Linked DNA regions of Hordeum vulgare: region 1 is linked to region 2. A link is a contact called in public Hi-C data. All regions are on one chromosome and are shown on one strand. Each heading gives the region's core, a stretch centred on a gene start, on an enhancer-like site or on the middle of the called end of the contact. The rest is flanking DNA. Distances are from core to core; before and after follow the strand shown. Region 1 has its middle 42 kb from the start of LOC123429856. Region 2 overlaps LOC123425699 (myosin-3-like).

Region 1 (4,282 bases), core at 1,161-3,660, 550 kb before region 2:
GAGGGTACGAGACGATACCCTTGGTTAAAGTTTTGTGTGCGTGCATTCGTGTGTTTTGACGTGATCGATCCAGAGGGCAAAAAGCCAATAGTTTGTATCTGGAGTAAGGTCGAGGTGAGGTTGTGCTTGCCCCGGGGTGGCGACCCCATTAGCGCCTCGGGGCGGGCGATACAGTCATTGTTGTAGCGACGAGAAGAGTGGGCGATATAGTCGTCGGGGTAGCGACGAGGAGGAGCGGGTGATAGTCGTTGAGTGCTGCAACGATGATGAGGATCGGGCAACAGTCGTTCGGCAGAGCGACAATGAGAAGGCGGTGAGGGTGTTGCCACAAGCGAGGTGACGGGTGATTGTCGTTTGGCGGAACGACGTGGAGGAGGGCGATGGGTTGTGATCGACAAAGCGTTGGTGGCCGTTGATGGTTATGGAGGTTCCAAAGTTCGGACACCAAGGAAATCATCAAGATCATCGTTGGAGGGATTAAGGAGGAGACGAGAAAGTGATGAGCCATCATCAAGGTGTGCACATGAGTTCTTGCAAGGTGCGTTCAAGAGCTCAGGTGTGTGAGTCTTGTGCTACAGTTGAGACGCATCACTCGCGGAGGAGATTGAGAGCGGATGGAGAAAGGAATTTGTGCCTTGCGTTTTCATTCGTGATCAAGGAGTTCTGGCGAGTTCATATATGATGAAGTTGAGTTGCACATATATGACGAGTTGTGTTGCCGCTGGACAGGGGTGTCGTTCGGCAAGATGTGGCATCGACGACAATGAGAATATGTGGCGGGTGAAGAGATGTGTCTCCTCGTATGCGCGAAACCGATGTGAAGATGAAGATCAACGTGAGGATGGATGCGGACGAGTTAAATCGAGTTCCTATATGAGGCTATGCATTTAGTCTGCATGTAGCAGGCTAAGATGTCGCAGCGTAGCTGGTAGTCCGGATTATCGTTGATTTCAGTCTATAAGTCGGCATAAAGAAAGGATGATGATGAGTGGTGTTCATCATTAAAAAAATGGAGAGGTGTGGTCCAGTAAGTTGCGTCACTCGAGGTCACCGTCATAACGAGATGAAGAGATGATCGTGCGTATGTTTCTCGTGTAAAGAGTTGGATGTTTCAATTACAAAGTGATTGGTAGATAATCCAAACATATTAAAGTTTTAGTTAGCAAGTTTTTATTAAACAACTTACCGGTTAATTAGTTTTGATAAGTTTGATTAGAACAGAAAGAGTGTGTCGGAGTCGTTTCTAGTTGTGTTTGCTTCTATGGCTGTGTACATATATACACATGCATAGTGTTTTAAGTTTGTATGAAGAGAAAAAGAGAAAACCAATAAAGAGGAAAATAAAGACACAACAAGGATCCTTGATAAAAATGTTTATCGCATGTGTTTATGATATTTTGATGTGATCGATGCTGTGACGAAAAGCCAACAATCTTTTCTGATTCTTTTTCCTTATTAGAAAGCGGTGGCATCACAATCGAGTACTCCCTCCATTCCTAAATATAAGTCTTTTTAGAAATTCTACTAGTAGACTACATACGGATGTATATAGATATATTTTAAAGTATAGATTTACTTATTTTGCTTTGTATGTAGACTCCTATTCAAATCGAATATCTTAAAAGACTTATATTTAGGAACGGGGGGAGTAGTTGGAAAGGCTAACGTTACTGCATGAGAGACAGTCTTGTGGAGGAAAAATTAGCATCATGGAGTGAGGAACCAGCAAGTGCAGGATGCGGGACGCAAGCGGCCGGGCTAAATAACCTCATCCCTAAACGTATGTTGATGCAGCAAGACATGATCACTTTTTATGTTAAGGGAAACGTACACACGCCAACACGTTAAGCAGACAAAAGAGCTAGCTCTCCAGGAAAGCGTCCCGTCGGCAGAGAAGCAAGCAGCTCGTCCGTCCATCCCTCCCGCTGCTCTCCAGACTCCAGGTCGAGGATAAGCGAAACGCACGATTCCAGGCCAAAATAATGCGCTATACCACGAAACCGACGAACCATCACACCACCCCCGTAAGCATATCATGTGTCATCGTCTCGGCAGAGACTAGCAGACCCAGAGCTCCTCCCGCTTCCGTGATAACGAAGACGACGGGCAACGAACGCTCCGGCGAGCATGCACGACGCCTGCGTGCGTGGCCTGGCGATCAATCATGCGTGCATGACAAACTCGGCGGACATGACGCCACACGAACCATACACCCCGATGGCGTGACCCGCGGCTAGCCAGCCGGCGACGAGTAAGCCGGGGTCGGGTCCTCGAAGCCGGTCCGCTCGAAAACCGCAACAGAGGAGTGGTCTCCTCCGGTTGCTGGCGCCGGTCGAGATTGCTGTTGACGCGGCAGTGCAGATCGGGCGGACCACATCACATAATGCAGGCGATAATCTCACGCACGTACGGTGGGTTGAGCGGGACCCCTCGCTAGTTGGAGGACCCCACCTGCCGTAGATCGGGAGGATGCTATTGGATAACGACTCAGTTTTTTTTTTAATTGCCACGTGGGACGTAAAGCATTATCACTGTTCAATTAGCTCGATCGTGTTGTAATCTAAACAAGAGAGATGTAAAATGAATCAACTGTCTGTATTATTCCTTAATGATGAACACTTATATGTCAGGGGAAAGGCGGTTCCTGGAGGCGACGCTCCAGGAAGGATATGTCGGTTCCGCATCGTGGGAGAGATCCACGTGCGGTTACAAGTAGAGATTACTTAATTAATTACATAATTAATTAAATTCTAACACTCCCCCTAATCTATACTTGTCCTTGAGCGTGTTCATCATCTTGAAATTGTCTCCTCCAAAAACCCTGTGGGAAAAATATAAGGAGTGGTGTAGTATATGCAGCTAAAACTCCTTCAAACCCTGTGGGAAAATAAGAAGAAAATGATACCGCATATAATGATTATTGCCTCCGTCAACTCTATATGAAATGTATCCATAGAATAAGAGGGCAATAAATATGTCGTATATACTTTCCTAAAAACCCCGGTGGGGAAAACAGATAGTATGACATATGATCTTATGTTGATATTACCTCATTAAAAACCTTGATGAGAACCTCTAAAGTAAACTCAGAAAGGGAAAAAGAGTGTAATATGAGGCTTTGAACAGGAACAGTTCAGGAAGATACCCCCCCTGACTCTTGCAAATCTTGGAGCCGTCGCATACCAATTCCATGAAGGTATTTCTGGAATGTTGAAGCTGGTAGAGACTTTGTGAAAAGATCAGCAAGATTATCACATGACTTGACTTGCAAGATGTTGATTTCACCACTTTTCTGGAGTTCATGGGGATAAAACAACTTAGGGGCAATATGCTTAGTGATATTGCTCTTTATGTATCATGTTTGCATCTGTGCAACACAAGCCGCATTATCTTCATAGATAATGGTAGGTGATTCGATAGAACCAATTCCACATGACTGTTGTATGTGGTTTATCATTCTGCGAAGCCACATGCATTCACGCGATGCCTCATATAAAGCAATTATTTCAGAATGATTGGTAGATGTTGCAACTAGGGTCTGTTTCGAAGACTTCCATGATATAGCAGTTCCACCATGTAGGAACACAAAGCCGGTCTGCGATCTAGCATTATGGGGATCAGATAAATATCCAGCATCTGTATATCCAATTATACCAGAGTACAGTTTTTCCTGGAATTGAAAAAATAGGCCAAGATCCTTTGTGCCTTGGAGCTATCGAAAGACATTCTTGACTCCCGACCAATGTCGTTTGGTGGGAGCTGCGTTGTGTCTAGCAAGTAGATTTACTGCAAATGCAATGTCAGGTCTTGTGCAATTTGCAAGATACATCAGCGCTCCAACAACACTGAGATATGGAACCTCGGGTCCCAAAATCTCTTCACCATCATCCCTTGGTCTGAATGGATCTTTCTCTACGTCTAGAGATCGAACCACCATGGGAGTTTTAGATGGGTAGGATTTGTCCATATTGAATTTCTCCAATATTTTCTGGATATAGGCAGCTTGGTGTACCATTATTCCTGAGGTAAGGTGCTCGAGTTGGAGACCCAAGCAAAATTTGGTTTGACCCAAATCCTTCATCTCAAATTCCATCTTTAGGTGATTGTGTGCTTTATCAATATCTGGTGCACTGCCGATGATGTTGAGATCATCAACATACACAAAAATGATACAAAATTCTGTAGAGGACTTCTTGATGAAGACACATGGGCAATCATCACAATTGTAATAACCTTTCTGAAGAAGGAACTCACTTAGTCGGTTGTACCACATCCGCCCCGA
Region 2 (3,997 bases), core at 524-3,023:
CGACACAAGGAATTCCAATTAACTTTACAGTTGGCGCTCGTTGTCTTGTTCGCGTTGGACCACAAAAATGCCCGCTTCAACTTATTGAGGTTGTTTAGCGTGCCTGTCGGCACCGTGAGAAGCGTGATCGAGAAAATTGCTTGGGAGGAGATGACCGACTTAACAAGGGTTGTGCGACCAATAGTAGTGATGTTTTATCCGTCCCACATGCCCAACTTGTTTGCTGCCTTGTCCTCGAGATAATGGAAGTCCACCTTCCTAAGTTGCCAAACAGAGAGTGGCAAGCCAAGGTATTTCACCGGAAAAGAGGCACGGTTTGCCGGCACACTCTGGAGGATGTGTCCAAGGTTAAGATGAGTGTAGTTGATCGGCACGACGGAACTTTACTGAAAGTTGGTGCAGAGGCGAGTGACGTCTCCAAAACCTCTCAAAATGGAAGCAAGGTTGTCAATGTCCGTCTTGATATGAGCCATAAAGACGGCAGCAGCATCCGCATAAAGGGAGGTACGCACCACAGGGCCTCGCCCACGAATCTTGTGCAGTAGGCCTTTCCTGGTTGCCAAATCTAGGATCTTGTGAAATGGATCAATTGCGATGACGAAGAGCAGTGGGGAGATTGGGTCACCCTGGCGGAAACCGGCCCCGTGCTTGATGGGGGCGGGGATCCCGTTGAGAAGAATGCAAGACGAGGATGAGGAGAGCAACGCAACAATCCATGCCCGGAATTTGTCCAAGAATCCCATATGCTGGATGAGATCTAAAAAATATTCCCATTTATTGGAGTTGAAGGCCTTTCTGATATCCAACTTGAATAGAAGTGTTGGGGTCTTGCATTTGTGTAGCCGCCTCGCAAAGTTCCGGACGCACAAGAAGTTGTCGTGAATGCTACGCCTCTTGATGAAAGCACTTTGTGTGTTGGAGACCAGCTCATCCATGTGGGGAGCAAGCCGTAAGGATAGGACCTTGGCAATGATTTTGGCCATGGCGTGTATGAGACAGATAGGCGTGTAGTCAGAGATGCCCTCCGTCCCCTCTTTTTTTTGACAGGAGAACCAAATTGGCGGTGTTTATCCATTGAAGATTGAAGGTGTGAAGGGAATCAAAGCGTTGAATCACCCGCATGAGAGAGTGTTGATGATGCCCCAACACTTCTTGACGAAAACTCCCGTGAAGCCATCCGGGTCGGGCGCCTTATCAGAAGGCATTTCCTTTATGGTCGTCCAATCCTCCTTTTCCGTGATGGTGTTACCCAAATCATGCAAATCACGGGCCTCGACTCCAAGCTCCTCCCAGTTGAAGGCTCTATTGTTGCCAATTCCCCGACCCATTGCCTTAGATAAGTGGTTATGGATGATCTTCTCTTTTTCCTTGTGCTCAGTCACCCATCCCTGCACGTGCTTAATACCATGGATATGATTCTTCCTTCTTCTAGCATTGATGCGGCGGTGGAAGAATTTAGTGTTTGCATCCCCGTGCCTTAGGTTTGCCAGCCGCGCACACTGGCTCTTCCTAGCCCTCTCCAGAGCCGTCAAACTGATCACCCTCCGCTTGAGCCTCGAGCGGATGTCCCGTTTCTCAGGGGAGAGCGTCGCACACTAGCTCTTCCTAGCCCTTTCGAGAGCCGTCAAACTAATCACCCTCCGCTTGAGCCTTGAGCGGATGTCCCATTCCTCAGGGGAGAGTGTCCTCAACTCATGTGCAATGTCCAGATGAAGAATCACGAGCAGGGCAGCATGGAGCAGACACTTATTTTGGAGCGATGGGAATATGAATGATGAAACCACTGCCCAAATCGGTCACCGAGGACTAGCAATAACAGTACATGATAGCAGGGCAAGTCTGTTTCAGCCAGATACCAAATGTTTCCTCACAACTAGCAGGCAGTTCCTAGCTAAATTTCAAAAGGAAAATGATATTTGAGCGCCAGTGGCTGTGACACATGCCGAGCAGCTGTTACTCAGAAAACTTGGCATACTCAGGGCCGAACTCAGGCAAGGGAGGAGAAAAAAATGGAATCAAACGCCTTGCACATTCCAACGATTTCTTTGCTGTACACATATTAGAGTCCTGCTGTTGCATCTCTATTCGCTCTCGGGCGGATAATCTGTATTTAATTACCCTTTCATATTTCCGGTTCATCGCTCTACATACACGACAACATACACATACATACACTGACAACTCAGAACTAACATACATGTACAGATCTCTTGCTGTGCCTCTTGCAATTCTTTCTGACACTCCCAAAAAACTGGACGCGCAGGTATCAGCGATGGAGTCCACCGTCTCCGCCATCTCACCAGGCTTGATCGTGATAGAGAGTGAGAATCACGAAACCGCCTTCTCTCCTGCCATCTGTTGATCTCTTCATTTGATGCAATTGCACGCAAAATGTGAGGAAATGCTCTGACCTTGTAGCTTCCATGTTCACTTGGAGCTCTTCTTCCCCCACCATCTTTTCCGAGATTTCTCGTCATGGCTGCTGACCTTCTGAAGGTTTACCTTGGTCTCCTTCAACCGAGATTTGTAGTCTTTCTTCCATGTAGCAAACCGGTCCTTCAGCTTCCTGAGTTCGTCATCCGGATTCATATTCGAACCGATCTGTCCAGATTTCACGGCGACAAGGAAGCCAGCGTCGTCGTCAAACACCTGCCGCCTGTCCTCAAACTCCTTTGCTAGGTGATTCACTACATTTATCCGCCTATCTGAGTTTCCCGTCACCACTCTAGGTTCAGGGTTGTGGTTTTGGAATTTCAACTCTGTTCCTTCCGGGGTATGGGTCCCTGTGGACATTGTATCTTCAGAGTCGTATTGAGCATGCGTTGGAGTGGTATCAGTCCGAGCTGCTCGGATGACCATGTCATCAGAAGCTAGGCTCTTCTTAGCAGCCACGAGACTCAACTGAAAGGAAAACAAGAGGATCATGTCATCTCAAGGGTAATGCAAAAAGCCACTACTGAATGTCATGGACTTATGAGCCACTCTTCTCTAACATTCAAATATTCAAACTCTAGATGCATTTATTCTTTAGTTCAAGGCATGCTGATGTAGTATATGTTGTCATTTCTAAACAGATGAATTTCATGTTTTAGAAGATGTTGATCAAGTGCCTTAAATAAAAATACAAGCTACGAAGTGATTATATTATAGATGATTTACCTGCAGAGAAGAGAGCTGTTTCTTCCATGCCTCTTCCATAACTTTCATTTTGGCCTCATATTCTGACCATTTGTTCTCATACTGTTCCAATTGTTGCTTCAGCATCGCATTTTCTTCCTCTTTGTCTCGCAATAAAGCCTCAGCTTCTGAAACACGTCCCTGGAGTTCTGTGACAACTGGTTGGCGAGGATACACTCCATTCATTTCCTGACATGGGATGCAAATCATTAAAAAATATCAAACCTTTGACACCTCTGCCATCAGGCAGTTGAAACAATAGAAGCTTGTGCAGGGAAATCTTAGATAACAAAACAAACATATTCAGTAGCTTTTTATTGATGATTAGGCACACAGTATATTAGTTTCCGTCTGGTGCTGGACTCAATAGTAAATTATTACCCATCCACTGATGCATAAAAGCTGTATGCAGCAGACCCCTGGGTCTTGCTAGATTTATAACGGATAAAATATAGAGATCTCGTGACCTAGAACTCACATGGCATAACCCCGCTTGTGAAATGTTATTCCTTACATCCCTTTTAACTTTGATGTTAATGACTTTAGATTCCTTTTCTTCCTGCAGGCACTTGAATTTCTTCCTGGCCAGGCACCCACGCATCACTGCAGAAACATACGGAAGCAGATGATTAGATGAACGCAATTATCTACTGCAATATTGTGATACTACGCCTTCAAAAATTACCAGACTGTAGAACAACAATATTTTTTAGCTGATCAGTAAACATGGTGGCTGCAAGTCGACGCCTAGTATACTTCTGTATGAGAACAGCTGCCCTCCATCTCTTGAAAAGATAATCGAATCTAAATCTTGCCTTTT

Evidence for each region. A called contact is a pair of places that touch in the nucleus more often than the background predicts.
Region 1: a contact with region 2 is called in a Hi-C map of leaf, with 6 times the contacts expected there. The contact joins two enhancer-like sites. A contact is called at or near these places in 3 of 6 Hi-C or Micro-C datasets (leaf and seedling).

What each region holds. Positions count from the first base shown.
Region 1 is chr2H:167,575,434-167,579,715 of MorexV3_pseudomolecules_assembly, reverse strand. No RefSeq gene overlaps it. Among protein-coding and RNA genes, the nearest start is that of LOC123429856, 42 kb to the right of the region's middle. Within about 2 kb of position 2,410, at least 3 of the 3 cell types and tissues checked have open chromatin away from gene starts, as enhancers often do. A contact at or near this core is called in leaf, where this site is marked.
Region 2 is chr2H:167,026,892-167,030,888 of MorexV3_pseudomolecules_assembly, reverse strand. It overlaps LOC123425699 (myosin-3-like), which reads right to left. Exons shown (of 24, transcript XM_045109411.1): 21 at 3,863-3,997; 22 at 3,656-3,780; 23 at 3,160-3,366; 24 at 2,008-2,901. The coding sequence ends at 2,428. Among protein-coding and RNA genes, the nearest start is that of LOC123425699, 13 kb to the right of the region's middle. Within about 2 kb of position 1,773, at least 1 of the 3 cell types and tissues checked has open chromatin away from gene starts, as enhancers often do. A contact at or near this core is called in leaf, where this site is marked.